2 separate regions of the Mus musculus genome follow, and region 2 is linked to region 1. Evidence: chromatin contacts called from public promoter capture Hi-C data. All regions are on one chromosome and are shown on one strand. The core of a region is the stretch at or near the end of the contact, and the rest is flanking DNA. Distances in the headings are between cores, read along the strand shown. Region 1 overlaps 2900089D17Rik (a long non-coding RNA gene). Region 2 overlaps Trrap (transformation/transcription domain-associated protein).

What was found. Promoter capture Hi-C pulls out the DNA fragments that hold promoters and counts their contacts.
Region 2: a promoter capture Hi-C map of liver shows a contact between it and region 1, with 2.3 times the contacts expected there. The contact joins two enhancer-like sites. A contact is called at or near these places in 9 of 39 promoter capture datasets (3T3-L1-derived adipocytes, the C10 cell line, the SN4741 cell line and 5 more), 2 of 484 Hi-C or Micro-C datasets (muscle stem cells and uterus), 3 of 115 datasets of contacts at active chromatin or transcription factors (bone marrow-derived dendritic cells, bone marrow-derived macrophages and pancreatic cancer cells) and 1 of 9 other capture datasets (pancreatic islet).

Annotation. Positions count from the first base shown.
Region 1 is chr5:144,246,962-144,253,354 of GRCm38.p6, forward strand. The region is part of intron 1 of 2900089D17Rik (a long non-coding RNA gene); the gene reads right to left. It also overlaps a transcript of Bri3 not described here. Among named protein-coding and RNA genes, the nearest start is that of Bri3, 5.1 kb to the right of the region's middle. Within about 2 kb of position 1,535, at least 48 of the 459 cell types and tissues checked have an H3K27ac peak or open chromatin away from gene starts, as enhancers often do. A contact at or near this core is called in liver, where this site is marked.
Region 2 is chr5:144,786,816-144,792,531 of GRCm38.p6, forward strand. Trrap (transformation/transcription domain-associated protein) reads left to right here. Exons shown (of 71, transcript NM_001081362.2): 13 at 845-923; 14 at 2,543-2,777; 15 at 4,006-4,372; 16 at 4,459-4,553; 17 at 5,278-5,472. Among named protein-coding and RNA genes, the nearest start is that of Gm23995, 15 kb to the left of the region's middle. Within about 2 kb of position 1,871, at least 3 of the 459 cell types and tissues checked have an H3K27ac peak or open chromatin away from gene starts, as enhancers often do. A contact at or near this core is called in liver, where this site is marked.

The DNA of each region.
Region 1 (6,393 bases), core at 285-2,784:
AGCCCCGGGAACCTGAAAGGATGTTTGACTTTTCCAGTTTAGGAGGCTGGGTTTCCTTCTCGGGTTGTACAGGAAGCCCCTAGACTGGAACATTTTTGACGAGAACCAGTTGTTCTTCCATCCAGGATCCTCCCCTCCACCTTGCCTTCAATATCTAAATTTGGTTGAAATGTTCTTGGACTCTCTGTCCTTCGATCACAAAATCTGGGAAGACCCGGGCATAGCTCTATGATAAGAGTTCTTGCCTAGTGTGTGGAGGCCCTGGATTTAATCCCCATAAAGAAGGGGGAGGGGCAAGCATTATGTACATTTGAGTATGTGTTGTAATAGATCATTTAGTTCCCAAAAGACATGAATCTTTATATTTACAATAAGCCCTTAAAACAGTAGGGCTGGGCAGATTTTGTTTGCTTCCCTGCCAGTAGCCCCGAGATATCATTTGCCACGTTCCATCTGGGCTGTTCCTATTCCAACAGGCTGGCCCTCAAGGTCGTGTGCTCACGAGCCACCTATCCCATGGTACCTTGCTCATGCTTCGCTGCCCTCTCTCCGCTCCTCGTGGTCTGTGCCTCAGACCCCAAACCCAGGAACCAAAGCCCCGCCTACCTCGCTTCTGCCCAGCTATAGGCTGTAGATATCTGTTGACCAATCAGGGATAATTTGGGGGCAAGGTTACATACATACATATGTCACTTGACATACGTGAGAATTCACTCCTCTTGAGGCAGCTAGACCTTGAGATACAGGATTTAGCATTATAATACATAGCAACAGACCAAACTTCAACAAATATGCATATATGTAACTTATAAAGATGGTATGTATATTTGTGCATGTGTGCGTATGGGCGCAGCCGTGCATGGGGACACAAGCATGTGGTGGCCAGATGTTAACCTTGGGTGGGTGTTGCTCTTCCAGGTTGCCTATCTTGTGGTTTCTGACAAGGATCTTTACTGGCTTGGATCTTGCCTTGTAAGTTAGGCTGCCCAGAAACTGAGCCCCAGGGATCCGCCAAGCCTCGGGCTCTGTGCCTGGCTTTTCTATGTGTATTCTGGGGAGCAAAGGCAGGCAGGCCCTTCATGCTTGCAGGGCAAGCACTTTACCGGCTAAGTTATCTCCTAGGCCCCATGACTTATGAAAGATTTACCACCCGACTCAGCAAAAGTGATGCTTTTATGTGCTGTGTAGAAACCGATATGCTTAATTTATAAAATACTTAGAAATATTTGCCCAGTAGAATTGTGAGGCTCACAACGGGCTTACCATAAAACTCCAAAGTGTTTATCTAAGATAACATTTAGTAGCTATTCAGCAAATATTTGGTCCTTCCCCGAGCCAGGCACTTGTAATTGGCTCCAGCCCTGGCTTTTGACATTATGTTTCCTTCTTCTTTTTCTCCTTTGGTCACAATCCCTGCCATGTGAGGTACCCAGTTCCTGTATGTGCCAAGAAGTCCACGTGATGGGTTATCAGCTCTTCTGAAGAGCGTGCAAGAAAAGGGCATGATCTTTGTTTCGAGTTCCTCTGATACATTTGAGGACAGTGACAGTGACTGTCAAGGTCTGGAGGATGAGAACTGTCCCAGTCCTTAGGCAGGGGTCAGCATGTCCTGTCTCACCAGATCCCCCTCCCACACCCTCCTTAGGAAACATTTATATACTGTAGTCAAAATCAAAGTAGCAGTTACTTATTTTAATAGAAATGGCAACATTTAAAAAAATTTAGTGTGTGATAGGTGATAAAGAACAGAATTGTAATTATCAGAAAAATATACCTAGGACTTATTTATTTATGAATGGCAGGCTCTTGTGTAGCCCAGGCTAGCTTCAAAGCACTTTGTAATAGAGTGGTGGCTCTCAAGCTTCTTAACACTGTGACCCTTTAATACAGGTGCCCAGGGTTTGGTGACCTCCAACCATAGCATTATTTTGTTGCTATAATTTTGCTACTGTTACGAATTGTAATATAAATATCTGATATGTGGGATGTCTGATGTGTGACCCCTAAAGGGGTCCAGATGTAGTAGAGGTTGACTTTGAACTTCCGATCTGCTGCCTTCTACTCCCTGAGTGCTAGGGTTGTGGGTGGCTGCCAGCACGTCTGTTTTGATAGGTGCTAAGGACACAACGCAGAGCTTTGTGTAGGCGAGGCAAGCTCGGTGCCCACTGACATCTCTAGCCTCTATTTTTATTTTTGTTCTCCTTTTGGTGCCAAGGCCTTGTGCACGCTAAACAACCACCATCTTCCTATGCGACATCCCCAGGCCAAAGGAGATATGCACTAAGTAAGACAAATTCCATCTCGTTCTATAGGACTATATTTCCCTTAGAACCAGTCACTGGTCAGTCTGATGAAACAGATCTCAGCTACTCAGAAGGCTGAGGCAGGAGGATCACAAGTTTAAGATCTGTCTGGGCAGCAGAGTAGGCTCAAGACCGACCAGGGCTACTTAGTGGGATCCTGTCTCAAAATAGTCAGAGGACGAGGATTGTTTCTCAGACCTCGGCTGACACCAACTATGAAGGGGGCTGGTGGTGTATCACATACACACATGCACCCCACACTCACCAATGTTCCTATTTTGCACACTTGGTGCAGGGCAGGTTGCTGTGATCTCAGGACTGCAGGTGGTAGACCTGGTGTCCAAAGGCCGAGAATCCTTGAAAAAACAAAAACAAAAACAAAAACAAAAAAACAACAGAGCTACCTGTACCACCCCCCAGGTTCCTTTGCAAACATCTAGAGGGTGGTAATGTTACTTCCATGGGATGACTCTAAAGAGGCCAGAACACATACAACATAAGACATGCTATGGAGAGTGCCCGGCTCACCCTGATTACTGCTACTGCAGTTTTTACAGCCGGAGAAGCCCCGATGAGCTGGGCTCTCACCCAGTCTCAAATCCGTCAATTAAAGAGACAGCAGGCAAGAGATTTATTCAGCATGACCTCACTGGGAAGAGGAACAAATGAAGATGTCCAGTGGCCCCGAAGTCTACCTTCAGGGTCCTGACATAATTATAGTTTTAATTTAATTTTGACTCTTTAGCCTTGCCTGCATATATGTGTGTGCCACATACATGCAGTTCTCCCGGTGGCCAGAAGAGGGCATCAGATCCTTTGGGACTAGAGTTAGAAATGGTTGTGAACTGCCAAGTGGGAGATGGGAATTGAACCCAGATCCTCTCAAGAGAGCTAACTCCAGTTTACGTTTAAATAGGGGTCAAGAGTTCCACATAGCTAAGCTATCTTGGTCAATGTATGGCCCTGTCTGTCACTGGCCCAACATTGTCTCAGCTTCTAATCTGTCCTGTAGGGTGGGCTAACATTGCTCATACAATATCCTGTATTGCTCTGGCTGGCACTTATCCCTCCTCCTGGGTGAGGGCGGGGGAGTGAGGTGAAGAGATGGGGGAATTCTAATTTTCTGGAGACTGCTGTTTCTGTAACAGCTGACGGGAGGACACAGGATCTTTCTAGAGAATCTTGGCTCCAGCTATGCCATGACATGGGGCAGCTGGATCTTGGCCACACAAGGGTGCACACGAGGGGTCAGGGATAGGAATGTGTGCGTGTCCATAGCATGTCTTATGTTGTATGTGTTCTGGCCTCTTTAGAGTCATCCCATGGAAGTAACATCACCACCCTCCAGGTGTTTGTAAAGGAACCTGGCGGGGCACAGGTAGCTCTGTTGTTGTGTCGTACCCCCCCCCCCCAGGATTCCCGGCCTTTGGACCCCAGGTCTACCACCTGCAGTCCTGAGATCACAGCATCCTGCCCTGCACCAAGTCACTCTGTATCAAGCTTGAACCCTAAATGCAAACAATGACTGGTGGCCTTTAAAGAGGAGGGTGCCTAGAGAGCCATGAGGAGAGGGCTAAAGACACCAGTTCTGTGTGGCAAGGAACCTGGAGTCACTAAGTTCTAGAATGACAGAAAGGGTCGTTTCCAAAGCCTTTGGAGGGAATGAGGCCCTGCCACACCTGCTAACTTCTGGTCTCCTGTGAGACAGGACACAGAGACAGTATATTGTGGGGACATGAACAGAAATAATCCCTCATCCAGGCCCCTGCTTGCAGCCTCTCTCCAGCTAAGAAGTAAAAATTCTAGCACAATTATCCGCATCTCCTTAAGGCCTTTTTCCCTTCCCAGCTGTAACCTGAAATTTTCTAGGAATCTCCCCCAGAAACTCCACTACAGTAAAAGGTGTGTGCTAAAGCCCTGTGCAACCCCAGGGCTTCCCAGCTTCACCTTATCAGAGCATGGCTCCATGCAAATTACCTGCACGGTCACCCTATGGAATCGCTTATCAAGAACTAGCCGGGTGGGGGTATGGCTGCTGCCATCATGAAGCCCAGGCTTCAACACCACAAACTGTGTGTGGTGCATGGCTGTAAGCCCAGAGCTTGCGAGGTGAAGGCAGGAGGATTAGAAGTTCAAGGTCATCTTTGCCTACATAGAGGGAGAGCTTGTCTCAGAGATGGAGGAGGGGAAGGAACAAGGGAGAGGTGGAGGGCGGTGAGGAATAAAGAATCTCCAGCAAGCCTTTGAGATGTAACTTGAGAGTAACCAAGATGATAATTATGGCTAAAGCTAAGACACTTGAGTCTCTCCCTTAAGTGGCATTAGTTAGGGTCTGTTGCTGAGGTAGAACACCGTGACCGAGGAAGGCAACTCAATATGCTTATGGCTCCAGGAGAGCTAAGAGGGTCTCATTGTGCTGGGGGAGTGTGGCAGCAGGCGGCACGCATGGCAGCTGGAGCAAGAAGCTGCGAGTTCACGTCCTTAGTGGCAAGCATGAAGCAGAGAGAGCAAACTGGACAAGGCCTTTTAACCCCAATGCCCGCCCCTATGACGCCCTTCCTTTGGGAAGGCTGCTCGGCCTACATCTCCCAGCGCCTCAGCCTTCTCTTTCTCCAGTATGTATCTACGTTAACTTTCCTGTTGCTGTGAAGAGACACTGACAGGACTTATAGAAGAATGAGTTTATGGGGAGTCTATGGTTTCAGAGATGAGTCTTTGAGCATCGTGGTGAGTAGCATGACAGTGGTCACGGTCACGAAGACAGGGCCTTCAGCAGCAGCTGAGAGCTGACATCTGATCAACAAGGACAAGCCAGAGAGAGCTTTGAGGGAAACCTCAAAGCCCACTTCCCGTGGCGCACCTCCAACCAGGCACTGGGGACCATGGACCCAAGCATACGGGGACCACTCTCCCCCAAACCACAATGCCTTAGAATGGGGTTTCCTGGGAAACTCCAATTCCTTAAGGTCCACTGTTTCATCAGCCTGGAAAGGGGCAGACGGAACATTTAGGACTCCATGGTCACACTCTAACTCTTCCTCTTATCTGCATCTGCTCAAACCCCAATTCCGGGGGAATCCCAGAACCATCTATTTCTTAGACTTCCTCTTCTGGGCTCAGACTCAGAGGCTGGCTTTGCTCCCAACTTCATGGAGCAATTAGCAACAGTCAAGTCGAAGCTCCAAGCTCCCGTGCTGGGGATGTAGCTCAGGGCGGAAGGCTCAGACAGGACACACCGGGTAGGAGGGAGGAGGGTGAGGGAGGAGGGTGAGGGGAAGAGGAGGGAGCAACCTCTGTCCTACCACTTTTGTGCTCCCTTTCAGTAGGTGACCAGTCCAACCCTACAGGACACTGTTCCTGCTCTGTGCAGGACCCTAGCCTTTTACCCCTCATCCACAAATAATCTGTTGTTTGTCCACCTTAAGCAAGCAAACCATCCTGAGCTGTTCCTTCCATCTCCTCATGGCCAACTGGTTCATTTTCTTACTTTGTGTGTGTGTGTATGTGGCATATGTGTGTGTGTGTATGTACATGTTTGCTCTTGCACAGGCATATGTGTGTGTGTGTGTGTCAGTGTGGCGGACAGATGCTCTCCATTTTATTATTTAAGAGACGGTCTCTGGTTAAACCTGGGTCTCATTCATTTGGCCATGCTGGCTGGCCAGTGAGCTGCAGGGATCTTTCTCGGCCTCTCCAGCACTGGGATCAGAGGTGCACACCGCCTTAGCTGGCTTTTATGTGGTTGTTAGGATACAAACACAAATCCTCGCCTTACTGACTGACCCAGAAGCACCTCCCTCCTCCTCCACCCACCCACCTGTCCACCCACCTGTCCATCCATCCACCTGTCCATCCATCCATCTTTAGACTTTTATTTTTTTTAAATGTGAATACACTGTCTCTGTCTTCAGACACACCAGAACAGGGCATTGGATCCCATTACAGATGGTTGTGAGCCACCATGTGGTTGCTGGGAATTGAACTCAGGACCTCTGGACGAACAGTCAGTGCTCTTAACCGCTGAGCCATCTCTCCAGCCCCAGATGTTTTTTTTTTTTTTTTTTTTTTTTTCTTCAGTGAGACAGACTCA
Region 2 (5,716 bases), core at 621-3,120, 540 kb after region 1:
CTCTCTCTCTCTCTCTCTCTCTCTCTCTCTCTCTCTCTCTCTCTATCTCGGTGTTCTTTTTAAATTTCCATTTGTTTACTTTTATGTGTATGGATGTGTGTGTATTACTTGCATCTTTGTACATCTTTGTACCACGTGTATGCCTGTTGTCTGCAGAGGCCAGAAGAGGGCATCAGATTCTCCTGAGACTCAAGTTGCAGACACTTCTGAGCTGCCACGTGGGTGCTGGGAATCTAACATAAGTCTTTACTGAGCCAACTCTCTAGCTTTCTTTTCGTGTGTGTGTGTGTGTGTGTGTGTGTGTGTGTGTGTGTGTGTGTTTCTTTCTGTTTTTCAAGACAGGGTTTCTCTGTATAGACCAGGCTGGTCTCGAACTCAGAGATCCACCTGCCTCTGCCTTCTGAGTGCTGAGATTGATTAAGGGCGTGCACCACTTTTTGAAGATTTATTTTTATTGTCTGTCTGTGTGTTGGGGTGAGGGGTTGCACACATGAGTGCAGGTGTGTGCAGGAGCCTGGAGGCCTGAAATGTACTCGACTCTAGAACTAAGCTTTATGTCAGGCTTGTTCCAGAATGTGTCAGGCTGTGTGTGGGCTTCTCATCCATATTCTTAAGAGATTGTTCTCTTCTGTCTTTGGTGTGACTGTGCCATCTCTCTAGCTCGTCTTGGTCAGTTCTCCAACACTGACCATGAGCCCATCCATGTCTTTGTGGGCAGCTGGTGGGCGTGTGTGGCCCAGCAGAGCCAGCATCTTCCCTCTCAGGGACCATCTTTGTGGTCTTCCCTCTGCCCTGAGCCTGTGAAGGCCTGTGAAGGCCTGTGACATGCTCTCCTGTTTCCTAGAGTTCATCCCCTGCATGGACAAGCTGTTTGATGAATCCATCCTGATCGGCTCTGGGTACACCGCTCGGGAGACACTCAGGTACAGCATTAGTACACATGGACGCAGGGCTGCTTGGTGTGCTTGCTAGGGACAGGATCATCTGCACGTAGCATTGGTAGGGCTCTAATGAATGCAGGTGTGCTGAGCCCTGCTCACTTCCTGGATTTAGAATGGCAGCAAGTTTGAAAGTCGTTAGGTTGTTTTAATTAAAAAAAAACAAAAAAAAAAACCAAACATTTTTCTAAAAATTTTTTTGGTATGTGTGTGCTCACGCACTCATGACAAGGTAGAAGTCAGTGATCAGCCCACACGATTTAGTAACCCAGAGGTCAGTGAGGTTAGTGATCAGCCTGCATGATTTAATAACCCAGAGGTCAGTGATCAGCCCGCACGATTTAGTAGCCCAGAGGTCAGTGATCAGCCCGCACGATTTAATAACCCAGAGGTCAGTGAGGTTAGTGATCAGCCTGCATGATTTAATAACCCAGAGGTCAGTGATCAGCCCGCACGATTTAATAACCCAGAGCTCAGTCAGTGATCAGCCTGCACGATTTAATAACCCAGACAAGCCGGGCATGGTGGCACACGCCTTTAATCCCAGCACTTGGGAGGCAGAGGCAGGCGGATTTCTGAGTTCGAGGCCAGCCTGGTCTACAAAGTGAGTTCCAGGACAGCCAGGGCTACACAGAGAAACCCTGTCTCAAAAAACAAACAAAAAAAAAAAAACAAAAAAAAAAAGCCCAGACAATATTGTTGTATATGCATTCAGTGGTCATAACATATAGAGCATTCATTAACCTATTAACTAACATGTGAGGTCGTCTCACTGTAGCTGTGGGTGACCTGGAACTCACAGATCCACCTGCCTCTGCCTCCTGAGTGCCACCACGCCTGGCACATTGTTAATTTTGAGTAGCAACACCACTCAGTGTGCGAACAAGCCAGTGATCATTTGTGCTCTCACTGGCGTTTCTGCCGGTGTCTGTTATATACTTCCTGGTTAGTTATTACTGTCCTGTCGACTTGACATAATCCAGAGCAGAGGTTCTTAACCCTGGCGGGGTCATGACCCCAGGTTGAGAATGGCTGCCTTAAACTATCTTTGCCAAGAAGCTACCGCCTGCCTGCCTGCCAGTAGCTGATCTGGAAAGCCACCTGACAAGAAGGAGACTCAATGAAGAATTGTCAGATTGGCCTGTGGTCACATCTGTGGGCCATATTCTTCACTGCTAATCAACAAGAGAGCCCGGCCCACTGTGGGTGGCACCATCCCTCGGCGGATGCTCTTGTGCTGTATAAAAAAGCTGGTTGAGTGTGAATGAGCCTGTAGGCTGGGTTCTCCCACTGTTGCTGCTTCAAGCTCTCACTTGAACTCCTTCCTTGAGTTCCTGCAGTGATAGATTGTGACCCCAGAACGTAAGGCAAGTGAACCCTCCCTCACGTCGCTGTGGTCAGAGTTAATCACGGCAACACGTAGCCAGCTAAGACGGAACTTGATGACATGCATGGACGGTAGCTTTCCAGTGTGGACAGCAAGGAGTGAAGCAGGATTAGAAAGGCTGCGCCTTTTAGTTGAGCAGCTGGGAGAGGAACAGGGTTGGGGTGGGGACTAAGGCCATACTGGATCTTACCCCTGTCGGTGGCATCTCCTCCTGCAGGCCCCTCGCCTACAGCACACTTGCCGACCTTGTGCATCACGTTCGCCAGCACCTGCCCCTCAGCGACCTCTCCCTCGCCGTCCAGCTCTTTGCCAAGAACATCGATGATGAGTCCCTGCCCAGTAGCATCCAAACCATGTCCTGCAAACTCCTACTGAACCTGGTGGACTGCATCCGCTCCAAGAGTGAGCAGGAGAGTGGCAATGGCAGAGATGTCCTGATGCGGATGCTGGAGGTACCGACCGCCATGATTTATCTTAAAGCACTGTGAAACGTAGGTGATGAGGCAGCCGGATAAGAGTGTGGCTTGGTAATTAGACTGAGTTGTTGAAGCCTTGCCTCCCCTGCTGCTGGCAGCTGTGCTTGGAAGCTGCTTGTTTCTCTTTAGTCAGCATCAGGGCAGCTTCTTAGGTTCCATGTACTTCCTGGTGCTGACTAGAAGAGATCCCTGCTGGGCAGCCATAGTCAGGCTTCTCTGTCAGTGGAGACCCCAGTCAGTGTGTTGGGGAGGGAGGGATGGAAGGTTTTCCATGGCACTGGAGAGCCACTCTGAATCAGCTGGATCCTGCTCACCATGCTCAGAAACCAGCAGCCCTTGACTCTTGTGTGCATGTGTGGGGCCGCAAAGGCCATCCACCTTATGTTTTGTTTTTTTTAGGATTTAATTTTGTTGTGGTTGTTGTTGTTTTTTGAGACAGGGTTTCTCTGTATAGCCCTGACTGTCCTGGAACTCACTTTGTAGACCAGACTGGCCTCGAACTCACAGATCTGCCTGCCTTTGCCTCCCAAGTGCTGGGATTAAAGGTGTGCACCACCACACCCGGCGGATTTAATTTTTAATTACATGTTTTAATTATATGTTCATATATGTGCCAGGAGATTTAGATCTCCTTAGAACTATTTGCAGGGAGTTGGGAGCCATCCCATGTGAGTGCTGGGAATGGATCTTGGGTCAGTGGAAGAGATAAGAGCTCTTACTAGCTGAGCCATCTCTTCACATATTTTGTACTTTTAAGACACGATCTTTTTGGCCAGTAGTTCACCCTGTAGGCTCTGCTGGTGGGCCAGCCAGCCCCAGGAATCCCTGCTGTGTCTTCTTTCTCCAGAACTGGGATTACAAACATACCTAGCTTTTCTATATGGGTTCTGTGAACTGCACACTGATCCTCTTGCTTGCAAGGCAAGCACTTTATAGACTCAGCCTTTATCCTTCAGGTGGTTTTAGATTTTTTTTTTTTAAAGATTTATTTATTATTATATTTAAGTACACTGTAGCTGTCTTCAGATACACCAGAAGAGGGCGTCAGATCTCATTACACCATGTGGTTGCTGGAATTTGAACTCAGGACCTTTGGAAGAGCAGTCAGTGCTCTTACCTGCTGAGCCATCTCGCCAGCCTGGTTTCAGATGTTTGATTGTAACTTTTGTTTCCTCTTTCTGACTCCAATTTCTTTTGCCATTAGGTTTTTGTCCTCAAGTTCCACACCATTGCCCGGTACCAGCTCTCTGCCATTTTTAAGAAATGCAAGCCTCAGTCTGAACTGGGGGCTGCAGAAGCTGCACTACCTGGGGTGCCCACAGCCCCTGCTGCCCCTGGCCCAGCCCCTTCCCCAGCCCCTGTGCCTGCCCCCGCACCACCTCCACCTCCACCTCCAGCCCCAGCCACCCCGGTAACCCCTGCCCCCGTGCCCCCATTTGAGAAGCAAGGAGAGAAGGACAAGGAGGACAAGCAGACGTTCCAGGTCACAGATTGCCGGAGTCTGGTGAAGACCTTGGTCTGCGGTGTCAAGACCATCACATGGGGCATAACGTCGTGTAAAGCACCTGGTGGTAATACTCGCTTCCACTCTTCACACTGACAGCACTGTTAGCTCTTGTATTTGCCAGGTTTTAATGTATTCTGTCTCTTCTAGAAGCTCAGTTTATTCCTAACAAGCAATTACAACCCAAAGAAACTCAGATTTACATCAAGCTGGTGAAGTATGCGATGCAGGCCTTGGATATTTATCAGGTATGAAGTGGCCGCAGACAGTGCTGTTGAGTCTAGAGGATGCCTTTGGAACAGAGCGCCCAAGCCTTCGGAGTTCAGTTCTGTTTGCATGGCCTGGCTTTGCATTTCTTTTTTCTTTTTCTTTTTTAAAAAACCTTATTTATTCTTTGAAAGTACACTGTCGCTGTTCTCAGACACACCAGAAGAGGGTGTCAGATCTCATTACGGGTGGTTGTGAGCCACCACGTGGTTGCTGGGATTTGAACTCAGGACCTTCGGAAGAATAGTCAGTGCTCCTAACCACTGAGCCATCTCTCCAGCCCCTGGCTTTGCATTTAGCTGGGATAACAAACATGCGTCCTCATGCCAGTTTATGTGGCGCTGAGATCAGATCCACGGTTCATGCATGTTACTGCCAGTTTCCCTTTCTTGATACTGTGGTAAGATACTCTGACAGAAGCAGTTTAGCCATCCAGGGCTTACTTATCCAGTGGGGGTGATCGTGTACCTTTACCCTCTGCGCTGGCTCTCTGGGCTCTACATTTACTTACCGTTTTTCCCCCTGGTGTGGACACCTGGTGTTTTTCTTTTTCAAAATTGAGACAAGAACAGAGAACTTAGAAGAAGGATAACCATTATTGAATTCAGTGCTTCATTGAAGTACTTGACTTGTGATTTTATGAAGAAGTACATGTTCAGTAGAAGCTTTTCCTTTCTAACTGCCATGGGGCTTCTCCCGTCCTAGGTCCAGATCGCAGGAAATGGACAAACATACATTCGAGTAGCCAACTGTCAGACCGTAAGGATGAAGGAAGAGAAGGAGGTGCTGGAGCACTTTGCTGGGGTCTTCACCATGATGAACCCACTAACATTCAAGGAGATCTTCCAGACTACAGTTCCTTACATGGTAGAAAGGATCTCAAAAAACTATGCTCTTCAGGTATAAAACTCTTCCGAGTGTGTGTGTGTGTGTGTGTGTGTGTGTGTGTGTGTGTGCGCGCGTGTGCGTGTGTGCACGTGTGCGCGCGCCTGCCTACGTGCAACTCCTCCACCACATAGAGCATAGGGACTGAACTCAGGTCTTCAGGCTTGGTGCCTTTCTGTTGTAAGCCATCTTGCCAGCCCTTTTTAGATATAACATTCACTTGAAACTTTTTTTTTTTTTTTAGTTCTGTATTGAATGT